Linked DNA regions of Mus musculus: regions 2 and 3 are each linked to region 1. A link is a contact called in public promoter capture Hi-C data. All regions are on one chromosome and are shown on one strand. Each heading gives the region's core, a stretch centred on a gene start, on an enhancer-like site or on the middle of the called end of the contact. The rest is flanking DNA. Distances are from core to core; before and after follow the strand shown.

Region 1 (4,235 bases), core at 977-3,476:
CACAGATTTAGTTACAATAGTAGGCTCAGGTTCTTCAAAACAGCCCTGGTATTTATAGCTTAAACAGACTGGCCTGGGAGGTGGCCCAGTTGGTAAGTCGGTTGCTGGGCAGGCATGAAGAGTTTGAATCTGAATTCCCCAGCACTCACATAAAAATCAGGGCACAAAGCACCCCTAACCCCTTAGCTGGGAAGACAGTAAAAGGTGAATCTTTGGCTCCAGCCAACCAGTTTAATGGGGTTCGTGAGCTCCAAGCTCAGTCCCAACATACAAGGCAGAGGGGCTTCTGAGATGGCTTAGTGAATACAGGTGTCTGCTCCCAAGTCTGATGACTGAGTTCTGTCCTTGGGACTTACAGGGTAGAAGGAGGAACAACTCCAGCCAGACATCATCTGATCTTCACACAGTGCAGGCACACATGCAAATTAATATATAAATAAACAAACTAAGATATAATAAGATGGATGGGACTGCAGACAGGGCTCAGGGTTTAAGAGCACTGGCTGTTCTTTCAGAGGTCCTGGGTTCAGGTCCCAGCACCTTCAAGGTGATTCACAATTATTTGTAACTTTAGTTCCAGGGGATTCAATTCTGGCCTCCAAGGGTACTTCACACACCTAGTACACACTGATAGGTGCAGGCAAAACATCCATATGTTATTTATATCTTTGAGGTTACTATGTAGCCTATCCTTCTACCTCAACATCCTGAGAGCTGGCCGTAGATGAGAAGCACCATGTCCAGTTCTAGGGAAGTTTTTTGTAGTTGCTGCTGTTCTTAGTGTTTATTTTCTGTTTCCCAGGGTTGCACTGGCATGTATGTCTATGCACCACATGGTCCAGTGCCTGTGGAGGCTAGAAGAGGTCATTCGATCCTCTAGGAGTGGAGTTAAAAAATGGTTGTGAGCTGCCATGTGGGTGCTGGGAATCAAACGGGGTCCTCTGGAAGAACAGCTAATGCTCTTAACCACTAAGCCATTATCTCTCTAGCCCTCCCCAGCAAATAAATAAATAAATAAGTCAGTCCTTTTAAAAAAAGGATTGACCTTTAACCTCTACCTGCACACGGTCATGTGTATACACACATCTGAAGCAGGCACCTGAAACATAAACACTCAAATATAAATAAGTGGATTGGAAGCTAGCATACCTGTGCTTGGCCAGTTTTACTCATGCTGAGAATCATTTCTTCTGTTCAGCGTCACCCCCAACCCCTTAACAAGCATACTGGTAATTGCAACAAAATGTAGGTATTTGTAACAACAACAACAACAAATGGGGAACCTTCTCTTGTGCTTAAGTTCAGCAGGCTTTAATAATGCTTTAGGGAGCAGGGCAGTGGTGGTGCACTCCTTTAGTCCCAGCCCTCAAGTGACAGAGGCAGGTGGATCTCTGAGTTCCAGGCCAGCCAGTTTAGACTAACTAAACAGAGCTCTCTGGAAAAACCCAAATCAAAACGAACCAAACAAAAACATTCTTTAGGGAACTTCCTTTTGGCTCAGTCTGAAAATCCAAATGCACACCTTGGGGTGGTTGTATCTTTAGTTCAACTCAAAGATTTAGGTTGAAACCTAAATGATATTTACCTCCGTTTTAAGAACTGGAAACTAACCAGGTGGCATATGCCTTTAGTCCCAGCACTCAGGAGGCAGAGGCGGGAGGTATCTCTGTGATTTTGAGCCTGGTCTACAGAGTTCCAGGACAGCCAAGGCTTCAAGACTCGCTTAGCTGTATATGTACTTGCCCAAGAGTGAAATCTGAGCACTGTTTGCTCAAGCCTGTTAGCTAGAGAGGCTGGAGTGATGGATTGGGGGTGGGGGTGGGGTGAGAGTTACTAAGACCACTTTCAGAGAATGGCTGCTGCAGGTCATGTGAACCGTCATCGCAACCTTCATTTGTGACTCGAATGACATCACACAGGTCCAGGAGACACTTCTTTCATGGCCATTGCTGTCAGTTCTACTCCCTTCCTCAGAGACCTCTAAGAAGAGACCTAGCTTCGAACCTGCCTGCGTGTCCTTTCCAGGCTTTAATAACAAACTCCCCAAATTCTTCTCAGTGTCTCTTTTGAACTCTCATCCTTTCACAGGAGTTATGAAGAAACAGTGGGATCAGGGACTTCAGGGCTTCTTTCAGATCTTAGCCTAGTGGTCCTGAGGGGCAAGCCCCAGAGTGTGAGGGAAGGAGGGGGAGATATTAATAGATGTGAGGCAGGCAGCGGCTGACGTCAGGCATATGGGGAAACGATCCAGGACTTCAAGCGACTTCCTCTTTCTGCAGAGTCCAGCCTTGGGGCCTCTAGATAGCCTTGAGCCAGCAGCTGTACAAGCGCTTGCCCTCAACCAAGTTGGCGCAGGCGGCTTCTCTCGAGAACATGTGACTCTTCCAGGTCCCGCCTCTGCCCTCCCAGAGAGGAGGCTAAAAAGCCCAGCCGCTGGTCGGTGGGCAGCCTGGCCAGTATGTCCCTAAAATGGAGTGCGTGTTGGGTCGCGCTGGGCCAGCTGCTGTGCAGCTGCGCGCTGGCTCTGAAGGGCGGGATGCTGTTCCCGAAGGAGAGCCCGTCGCGGGAGCTCAAGGCGCTGGACGGACTGTGGCACTTCCGCGCCGACCTCTCGAACAACCGGCTGCAGGGTTTCGAGCAGCAATGGTACCGGCAGCCGCTACGGGAGGTGCGCGCTCCCTGGGACCCGGGGTCTGGAAGCTTCCAGAAGTCAGGGGATGGGCGGAGGGATGCCTGTACCTGGAGATCCCCTTGTGCTCACCTAGAGGAGGTTAATATGGGTTTGCAGGCTGGGGAGGGGAGCGACCAGAGCAGGAAGTGGGACCTGGCATGCTGAGAACCGCATGGTTTCTGCTAGGCAGGCGCTGCCCCAGGCAATGGATTTTTTTGTTTTTGTTTTTTTAAAGCTTTTAATTTTACTTCATAGTGCTGGGACTTGAACCCAGGGCCCTGTGTGTGCTTGTCACTACTGAGCCTTTTGTTTATGTTTTGAGGCTGTGTCTCCTTCGATAACCTAGGCTGGCCTGGATGTCCGGGTGAATCTCTTGCTCCCACTTTAACTTTCCTGAGTGTTGTAGATGTTTGTGCACACGCCTCCTGCATCCCGGTGCACATACCTCCCATGCTCTTTCCCATCTTGTGAAAAGTAGAATCCTAGGAGATGCTACCCACTACAGAGATTTGGGGGCGGGGGTAGAGGAGGGGGGAGCAAATGTGACTTTGCACAGAGCTAGCAGAGGACCCTCATCCCTGCTCTCCTTTCCTACCTAGGTAGGGTTGGCGCAGAAGCAGGCTGAAGCAAACCTGTGTGCTCACAGTCTCCTCCTCTCTCAGATTCATTCATTCATCCTACCTCGTTTCCTATTGGGCTCTCTCCTCTTCCTCTCTTCTCTCTCTTTGTTTAAAATGTGTACCCATTATTTATGTGGGGTGGGGGGGCGCCACCCGTGTGCTACACAGTACATGTGGAGGTTGGAAGATAACTTGCTGGAGTCTGGTCTCACCTAGGTCACCAGGGATGTAACTAAGGTCATCAGGCTTAGTGGCTAGTGCCTTTAACCCACCAAGTCATCTCACCAGCTCTGTGTGTGTGTGTTTGAGACAGCGACTCACATTAACCTCCGACTCATAGCCATGTGGCTCCCTTAGCCTCCCAGGTTGCTAGAGTTACAAGTGATGAACCACCACACCTGGCTTAGACTCTCAGTTTTCAACTGCACTGCCCAGCATTCAGCAAAAGAGGAAGTAAGGAGAGGACATTGCCACCACAGGCCTTCTCTGTTTCCTTGGGGGCCCCTGTTCCCTGCTGTTGGCCTTCTTCCTTGTAGCAATGGTCACCTGCCTTTTATGTCAGGGTCTGGTCTTTCCTGTTTTAGACTGGCCTGTGGCTCTTTCCATGGAAATCTTGGCTCTGGTACTATCTGCCCTGAGAAAGAACTTGGTTTGAACAGTCTTTTTCCATCAACTGTCCTGCAGAGTTCACTTGTGGATGCAGCCAGTATTTTACAGAGTCTCTCCCCTGTGTCCCCTATGGTTCTCTAGGGTGCTGGGGGCGCAGTCGTGAAGAATAGACCCAATCCTTCTCTTTAGCCAGAGTCTCCTGTATCCTCAGGTCAGCCTCAGATATACTATGAAGCAGAGGATAGCCAGGGAATGACCCTGAACGTCCATCTTCCTGGCTGCACCTCTCATCTGCTAGGATTACTGGTGCGCTCCGCCATGATTGGCTTATACAA
Region 2 (4,235 bases), core at 983-3,482, 220 kb before region 1:
AAATAACTACTTAACATATGCCATGTAGTGGACACCCTAACAACTGCTTAGCACACCCTGGTAGGTATTTTAATCTCTCCGACACTGTTAGGTGGGTATCAGTCTCCGTGTCAGCATACAGCTTAGGTAATGTACAATGATACAAGCAGACATGTAAGTGGCAGAGGACTCTCATTTAACTCACTGTGCTATCACACAACACCAGGCCCAGCAAGAGGGCTTCCCACCAATCAATTCCACATGCCTCGAACACACCAACTACATCATCGGAGACACCGTCTTCAATAAACACTTTAGCTGTCTAACTAAAGTTCTGTGGGGATAGAAAGAAGGCTCAGTTAATCTTCCAGGGCACCTGGGTTGGGCTGGTGGCAGCTCCAGTGGCAGCTCACAAGGATCTGGGATCACAGGCGTGTGCCACTAGGTCTGGCCCATAATTAGAATTCTACAGACTTCCCATACTGACAAAAACCATCCTGTAGGTCCACCACCCTTGCACTGTGCTCTGTATCCCCGACCACTCCACCCCACCCCCAAATCAGGCCCAGTTTTCTCTAATGCTCGTGTGTAAAGAGGAGAGCACTAGATGAGAGAGGGAAGAAGGGTCAAAAGGAAACACGAAGCTTTAAAACCATGGGCTCCTGAGAATGTTCAGACAAGGCAACGACAGAAGCCTGGGAAAATACGAGTTCCAGAACTGTGACATGGCTTCAGGTTATTTCCATTATGTTAAACTCACAGCTCTGGATTCTCTGCATCAGAACTAAAGCTGTGTGTCTTACAGTATGTGGAAATCCTCCCGTGATTTGTTGTATTATACAACTATGGGACAGGTAAGAAATCACCCCCCTGTCCCAGTATTGACTAGCCTTGCCACCAGGCTACCACTACTCTGTGAACAGGGCCTGGTACCACACAGCTAACAACACCCCAATATGAGGCTGAGGCAGGAGGATCACAACTTCAAGCTACACAGAGAGTTGGAGGCCAGCCTGAACTACACAGTGGACCTGTCTTTAAAAAAAAAAAAAAATTATGTTTTAGCCGGGCTTAACCGGCATGGCAGTGCACACCTGCCAACGGCAGCACTAGGGAGTCTAAGAGAATCAAGGTCAGCCTCGACTGAGTCGTGGGTTTGGACTATCTAAGGCTGCAGGAGACCCCAGACTCCAGGATTCAGATTAAAACCAAAACAATACCGTTATTACACTGTGAAACCTTGGCAGTGTGGCCCACGCCTATATCTCTGAACTACGGAGTCTGAATCGGGAAGATCGGTGTTGAAGGTGGGTCTTGTCTACATAGGGAAATCCTAGCCAGTTAAGGCTGCATTAAACCCTCTTTTGGATACATTTTTGACAACCCAAAGTCAAGTCACAAATCTAAAACTGAACACACACACACACTCACACTCACTCTCTCACTCTCACTCTCTCTCTCTCTCTCTCTCTCTCTCTCTCTCTGTCACACACACACACACACACACACACACACACACACACACACACACACAGAGAAGTTGGAAAGATGGCTACGGGGTTAAGAATACCTGCTATTCCTGAGGACCAGAGTTAAGTTCTCAGCAACCCCATCATCAGGCAGCTACCAATGGAGTGTAACTCTGGGTCTAAGGACACAACGCCCTCTTCTGGAGTCGGTGGGTATTTGCGCTCACGTGCGCAGACAAGATAATACAAACACATCATGTAAATAATTTTCCAAAACAATCATTTTTTTTTCTAAAACTTGCAAAGGATGCTAGTAGGTCCACGCAGCCTTATTCAGCCGACCTATACAAGCCTTGACTGAGGGAGCAGGACTCCGCAGGCCTCGGGAGGATGGAACAGGACCGGGTCAGCTAATAGAGGAGTGAACGGAGCTGGGGTGGCTGGGAGAGCCTGCGCACCGATCCGCCCAGCACGCCGTGGGCCCCGGGTTCAGGGTCCCCGGTCCCGGCCCATGCGCCCGCGATTACGACCCCGTCTCCTACTCACCGCCCCGCAGACTGGCGGCTCGAGCCCGCGGACGCCCGCGGCCTGGCCCTGTTCACTCGCGGCGGCGCGCGGCGGGCCCCGGGCTGCCCCGCACCATCCTCTCCGCCGCTCCGGAGACAGCGAGCGGCTCCTCGGGGCCGAAGCGACGACCCGAAGCCAGGCCAGAGCGCGCCAACGGGACGCCGGCTCCGCGCGCTGCGAACGCCGGGCTTTCCGGGTGAAGGCAGAAAACCACGTCACCACTAACGCCGCCGTGACCTCTGACCCCGCCCGCGCGCGACGGCGGCGCGGAAGGGACAGAATTGCTCCGGGGCGAGCGGCGGGTGGGGTCGGGGTTAGGAGGAGAAGCAGACTGTCTTCGTTTTGCAAATGGGAAAAGCATACACGGAGCTGCCTGAAATTTATCACTCGCATTCGCGAACTGCCGTGAGCTTGCTCGGTTCCGTCCCGAAGTGCTTCTGCAGGTCTTGGTGTGTATGGCGTGAGATAGTAAAGAGGACACGATTTTCGTTTATTTTTGTTGGAATTTTTTGTTTTGACACAGGGGTCTCGTGGATGGCAAGAGCTGGCTTCCTGTTCTCTCTGGAGCCCAATGAGGAGCCAACTACCTTAGTCATGGTGTTTGAGCACACTAATACCACCCTCCTCTCTGTAGACGGGACTCTAGGATCCACTGGATGGGAATCTGTCGCGTTTCTGGACAACAGGACAATTCATTTCAAGCCATGTCTCAGTCCCCAAGGACCTAGCTGACCTTAGAAGCAGCAAAATATTATCCTTTTTAAATTCCTCTAACCACATTAATACTGACCTTTGTACATGATTATTGAAAACCCAGGAGATCAGTTACACTTATCCATTTGTCTGGTCTTGACTTTTTTTGTTGTTCTTTAAAGACACGGTTGCTGGGCAGTGGGAAGGTTGTCCTTTGATCCCAGCATTCAAGAGTCAGAGGCAGATAGATCTTTGCATTTGAGGCCAGCCTGGTCTGCAGAATGAGTTCCAGGAAGCTGGGGCTAAACAAAGCCTGTCTTGAAAAAAAAAAAAAAAACCAAACCAACCAACAAACAAAAGAGATAAGGTCTTTCAATCCATCCCTGGCTGACTTAAAACTCACTATGTGACCCAAGCTGGTCTCAAACTCAAAGATCCATAAGTGCTGGGATTAAAGGTGTGCCATGAGACATGAGAACATTTGTGAGAATTTTCTCCTTAGGTAAAGACTATGCGATGTTTATCCCCTTTTCCTAAGGTCTCGGTGACAAACCAAAGTTCCCCCTGGAATGCCAGTAAATGTATCTGGCTTACTTACAGAGCATAGGCAAGAGGTTACTGCCAGCAGGGTGAGTGACCTCAAAGCAACTACACTGGAAAGTCCTCACCCAGAATGGATGATGGCTTCCCATAGAATGTGTAAGTGGAACTCTGATGCTTGTCTCCTCCAGAACCTCAAAGCCAAATAGTTCCAGGGAAATCGTATAGAAGACATCTGCATGTGTATGTCTGTGTGTGCACAGCATGTGTGTGCTCTCATTCCAGACAATGAGCTACCACTGCTATGCTTTTGGTTTTGAATAAGTGCAAGGAGCAGGTAGAAAGGCAGAAATACACAGTAAAACGTGATCAAATCGATGTCTATGACATCAAGCAGAACTCAGATAAGGAAGGCCTTAAACCTAGGAGGCTGGAGAAGCTGCTGAGAGGTTTTTTTAGACAGAGTGTCTTCTGTACTCTTTACAAGGGCTGACTGACAACAGTTCTTGTTATTTTTATTTAGTGCTTATAATCTAGCAAATATTGAAGTGGACTGAATGAAAATGGACCCCATCGGCCCATATGCTTGAATGCTTGGTCCCTAGTTAGAGGAACTGTTTGGGAAGGATTTAGGAGGTGTGGCCTTGTTGAAGGAGCTGTGTCACTGGGAGTGATTTTGAGGTTTCAAAAGTCCCTGCCAGGCCCACTATCTTCTCGTCTCTCCCTACTTGCTGCCTATAGATCAAGAGGTAAATCTCTCAGCTACTGCCTCAGCACCCTGCCTGTCTGCTTCCCTCCATGGTGATCATGAACTGACCCTCTGAAACTGTAAGCAAGCCCCCAATTAAAGACCTTCTTTTATAAGAGATTTCCTGGTCCTGGTGTCTCTCCACAGCAACAGAACAGTAACTAAGATAAATATAGACCACAGAAAAATGGCTTAAAAGAGAGAGGAAAAAAAAATCAGAATGGGATGACATCATCTTG
Region 3 (4,235 bases), core at 487-2,986, 140 kb before region 1:
TTATTATTATTATTATTATTTTGAGACAGAGTTTCTCTGTGTAGCTCGGGCTCTCCTGGAACTCACTACATAGACCAAGCTGGCCTGGAACTCACATTTATCTGCTGCCTCTGCCTTTGGAATTGGAGGTGTGTACCACCAAGCCCAAAAATTCAACTCTTACTCTCACGGTGCAAAATGCCTTTCACATTTCTGCAGAAATGCTAAGCCCACTTTAGGTATACGCTAAGACTCAGATGTCACTTAGGTGTAATGCTTTGCACTTCTGGAGTTCTTTCTAAAAGGCAGCACCCACTAATGTACTTCTTTGCTCCATATGCGAAACAAAAAAAGTCAGGGAAAAGAGTCCTAGAACTCACAGGGAGGGATGTGACTCACAGGAGGCCGGGACTGGACAGCTGGCCTACAGTCTGTGGGATTGTGTGTCCTGTCACTCAAACCACAACTTCTGCCCAATGACAGTGCACAAAAAAAAGTGTCACCGCCGTGTTGGCCCTTTTCCCTGACTGCAGAGTTATGTCTAGAATTTTGCTTATGTTCACAAGTTTCCCACGATGCTGGCAATTCGGGGATTCTAACCCTACCACAATACTGTCAGCTGCCGGAGAGCCTCACTCAAGCCAGCCCCCTCAGATTGTCGAGTCTCCACATCTGTATCCATCTTCCTATCCATCTCTACATCTGTATTCATCTTCCTATCCATCTCCAGGGTCAGTTCAGGTGCAAAGTGTCACACACAGGAAGGGCTACTAACGAAGCCACTCCATAGCACAATACAGCAACTGATAAATGAAGCCCCTAATCCCTCCATCATCTCTGCTCTGAGTTCAACTCACCATTGCCCTCCTATTTCCCGAATTTATCTCCTGCATGTCCTTGCTCTCGCTGCTTTCTTGACCCCAAATCCTCTACCGTTCACTCTTGTCCATCTAGCAAATAAAATTACCCCATGTGGTAATGGAGATTGTTCACTGCATAACGGCACCTGGATGAGAATTGGTCCACTCAGGTGTGTCCTTTTCTTAAATCATACCAAGGCACCAGATAGGTTAACTGCAGGTAGTTTCTAATGCCACTCCCCCGGCAGCTGGAGGATACACCTGGATAACCCAGGTCCTCCTTTGGATTGTATGGAACATGCTATGTGTTGAGTCCTCGTCTAGTTGATAAAGGTGACATGAAATACAGGAATGGAACTGACATCTGGTAGTACGGGAAGAAGGGACTTGGAGTGCAGGTGACTCGGGGCAGGGAGGATACACCTAGTGTAGGAGTGGCATCAGGGGTGGATAGCTCCTTGGGAGGCTCTCCGCCCAAGGTCAGCTCTGCAAGCACCAGTCTCTCCCTCGCTTCCCATCAGCCCTCCCTTCCCCCATCGCTCGATCCAGGTACCTCCTGGGGCAGCAGGGGCAGCCCGTGCCCCGCTTGCGTGGCCGTAGGAGTGGCCGGCTCCAGGAAGTCGTCTTCGGCTTCGGAGCTGGACATGGCACCGTCCGAGTGACGGCTGTCTGGCTCCCGCCCGGTGACTACCACCATCCCTCTGGCTCTGGGCGGTGGGCGCGGCTTCGGGTAGGCGGGTGGGCGGAGGCCTGAAGAACTAAAGCCAAGCAGTGCCTGACATGACGAGATGGGCCGCCGGCGGGCGCTAGACGCCGAGGACCTGCAAGCAGTTAGGATGTCCTGTGCTGCCCTCCAACAGTCTAACGACCAACGCGCCTACAGTTAGTCGCTGGTCTGACCTGGCTGCCTCCAGCCATTGGCCGAATCTTCGCTGGCTCCGCCCTGATTGTCAGGAGGTTCGCCCAATCACAGAACAAACAATTCGGCCTTAAGCCGTAGTGGCTACAGGCCTACCCAATTCTGATTGGCTCTTGGCTGACAAGCGCGAGCGACGCCTGTCTGCTCCAGGGTTTGGCCGAGGGGAGGTGATCGCCCACTGACGACCTCGATCAGCAACCACCGCGTGGACCCTGCGCTGCAAATCGGAACCAGGCGCTTCTTGCTATTGGCCGAGGTTTCATGAACTCCTGCTATGATTGGCAAGAGCATTGTCCAATTATAGGGTAAACACGTCTGGTTGGGTTTGTTCCATTCTGATTGGCTATCTAACTAACGGGAGCGCTACCTCCCTTGGTCCAGGCCACTTATCTAGGGAAGCGGCTCTCTGCGCATAGCAACCACAGCGCAGGTAGCATCTCTGGCCTCACCCGGTCGCCTCCTACTACTGGCAGTGTCCGATTAGCTCCGCTATGACGGTTAAAGGTCTGATCCAACCATCGAGGTCTCAAACTAGAGTGACAACTGACAACGGCTTGCCGATCAGTCCCATTCTTATAGGCCACCTAAAGGGCACGCGTTCTGCACTTCCGACGTTCAACGACAGCGCTGGTCCCCCGGCGCGGTTCCCGAAAGGACAGACCACCCAATTGCTCCTGCTATTGGCTGTGTCCTCGCTGGCCTCCGCCCCTGATTGGCAGGAAGCCCGCTCATAGGGGCAGCACCGTGGTCCTGCTTTCATTGGCTTTCTGACTAGCAGGCGCGAAGCTCCAGGCCACTCCACTTTATCATCCCGGTCCATGTGTCCTGGGAAAGGGCCCAGGACTGGCTGGTTTGTCTCCATAGCAGCGGGCCAGTGAAAAAAGGCCTAAGCAGGCTGTCCTTGAGGATGTGTTGTGGAGGGCTGAGGGCACCTGCTGTGTAATAGAAATTGAGCACTGCAACACCAATGGCTGGCAAGGACATGGCTGCTGTGCTAGCGCTTTTTCCGTGGACTCACACAGGAAGGAAAACCTTGGTTGCAAATACCTTTAATTGCAGCGACTTGAGAGGTTAGAAGGATTTCTGAGAATTCAACTCTTGTCTCTAGTATAATAAATAATAATAATAAATAATAACGGAACTGAGTATGGTGACTCACGCTGCAATATCAGTACTTGGAAGTCAAGGCCAGCTTCAGCTTCATAACATTGTGAGTCCAAATTGGGTTACATGAGACTGCTAAAAACAAACGCTAAAAATGAAAAAAATTAAATAACCACAGATGAGAAAAGAGAAAACCCCACTCCCAAACAGGGCTCCTCTTCTCCATCTGACCTGCCCACACATGCGTACGCGCAAAGCTGTGGCTTTATCAGATGCCTCCTATTTGTTTAAATTAGCCATTCAAAAATAAGTGGATGGAGAGTACACCACCAAAAGGCTCAAGCCCTCCTTTTGAACTGGATTTCTGAATATCTTCTCCCCTGGCAGGGAATCTGTGTTTTGCTGTATGTGACTTCAATAAAGCTTGGCTGACTGCCGAGTCCTCGCCTTTCCTGCTTGGTCATTCTTTCAACTGGACAGAGAAAAAGAAGCCATACCCGCAATTCTAGATGACCCTCTCCATGATAACGTCATCACCTCTGCACCAGGACACAGACAGAAACAGGCACTCCCAGAAGGCTCTTCCCAGCTAGTCAGATGACCCATTTGATGCAGCACGTCTCAGTCACGCATCGACTGTGTGACCTCTGTTGGGGGAGGTTCCTTCAGAAGAAGCCCCGCATCTTTCCACAGCTCCAATAGGCTTTTGTTACCTGTCCCAATAAACCACTTAAAAGAGAAAATCAGAGATTTAATCAACATGGCCCACACTGCGAAGAGGAAATGGTCATGCCAATTATCAGATGAACTTTAGGCTTAAGTAGATGACAGATTGAGGCAGAGGCTATGCACTAGTCAAGATGTGGGTTGTCTTGGTTTTGATTCTGTAAGTTGGTCCAAAGAAATCCTTTCAAGCTGATTAGGATAATTCCTACTCCAGGTGCGGCCTCAGTATCACAGATAATTTTTCCTATGGAGTGGTGGGTGGGTGTCTATTCTGTGAGCCTCTGCTGGTCCTAGAATCCAAGATGACTTTCAGATTTTGAACAGCAACTGAACGCCTTTCTAAGCCCCTGAAACAGAACACTGTCAAGAGGAGGCAGTTAAGATGGCTCAGTCATTCATTCTGTTGCCTTCCGCGGTGAAGGGAACTGGGGTAGGCTAAGGCAGATACTCAAGTGATTCGCCTGTGTGGAATCAACCAGGACTTTGACACAAAGAAGAAGGAGACGAAATGAGGACAGAGATGTGAGTCTGGGTTTTGTGTGTGAGGGCATCCAGAAGAGGGCCTCAGATCCCCTGGAGCTGGAGCTAAATACAGGAGGTTCTAAGTTGGCCAATGTGGGTGCTTGGATCAGAATTCAGGTTCTCTA

What was found. Promoter capture Hi-C pulls out the DNA fragments that hold promoters and counts their contacts. Capture Hi-C pulls out chosen DNA fragments and counts their contacts.
Region 2: a contact with region 1 is called in a promoter capture Hi-C map of adipose tissue. The contact joins the promoter of Tmem248 here to the promoter of Gusb in region 1. A contact is called at or near these places in 9 of 39 promoter capture datasets (the 3T3-L1 cell line, the C10 cell line, the HPC-7 cell line and 5 more), 7 of 484 Hi-C or Micro-C datasets (the AML12 cell line, Sertoli cells, embryonic fibroblasts and 4 more), 13 of 115 datasets of contacts at active chromatin or transcription factors (the 230-238 cell line, the SCID.adh cell line, bone marrow-derived macrophages and 7 more) and 4 of 9 other capture datasets (adipose tissue, embryonic stem cells, liver and 1 more).
Region 3: a contact with region 1 is called in a promoter capture Hi-C map of liver, with 9 times the contacts expected there. The contact joins the promoter of Kctd7 here to the promoter of Gusb in region 1. A contact is called at or near these places in 18 of 39 promoter capture datasets (the 3T3-L1 cell line, 3T3-L1-derived adipocytes, the C10 cell line and 13 more), 3 of 15 datasets of contacts at CTCF or cohesin (embryonic stem cells, large pre-B cells and stem cell-derived epiblast-like cells), 89 of 484 Hi-C or Micro-C datasets (3T3-L1-derived adipocytes, B cells, the Ba/F3 cell line and 45 more), 30 of 115 datasets of contacts at active chromatin or transcription factors (the 230-238 cell line, the HPC-7 cell line, the SCID.adh cell line and 23 more) and 5 of 9 other capture datasets (adipose tissue, embryonic stem cells, liver and 2 more).

What each region holds. Positions count from the first base shown.
Region 1 is chr5:130,001,040-130,005,274 of GRCm38.p6, reverse strand. It overlaps Gusb (glucuronidase, beta), which reads left to right and starts at 2,226. Exons shown (of 12, transcript NM_010368.2): 1 at 2,226-2,668. The coding sequence starts at 2,459.
Region 2 is chr5:130,220,332-130,224,566 of GRCm38.p6, reverse strand. Tmem248 (transmembrane protein 248) reads right to left here and starts at 2,232. Exons shown (of 7, transcript NM_027854.1): 1 at 1,995-2,232. Gm6598 (a long non-coding RNA gene) reads left to right here and starts at 701. Exons shown (of 2, transcript XR_377119.4): 1 at 701-833; 2 at 2,539-2,849.
Region 3 is chr5:130,142,384-130,146,618 of GRCm38.p6, reverse strand. It overlaps Kctd7 (potassium channel tetramerisation domain containing 7), which reads right to left and starts at 1,736. Exons shown (of 4, transcript NM_172509.4): 1 at 1,393-1,736. The coding sequence starts at 1,536.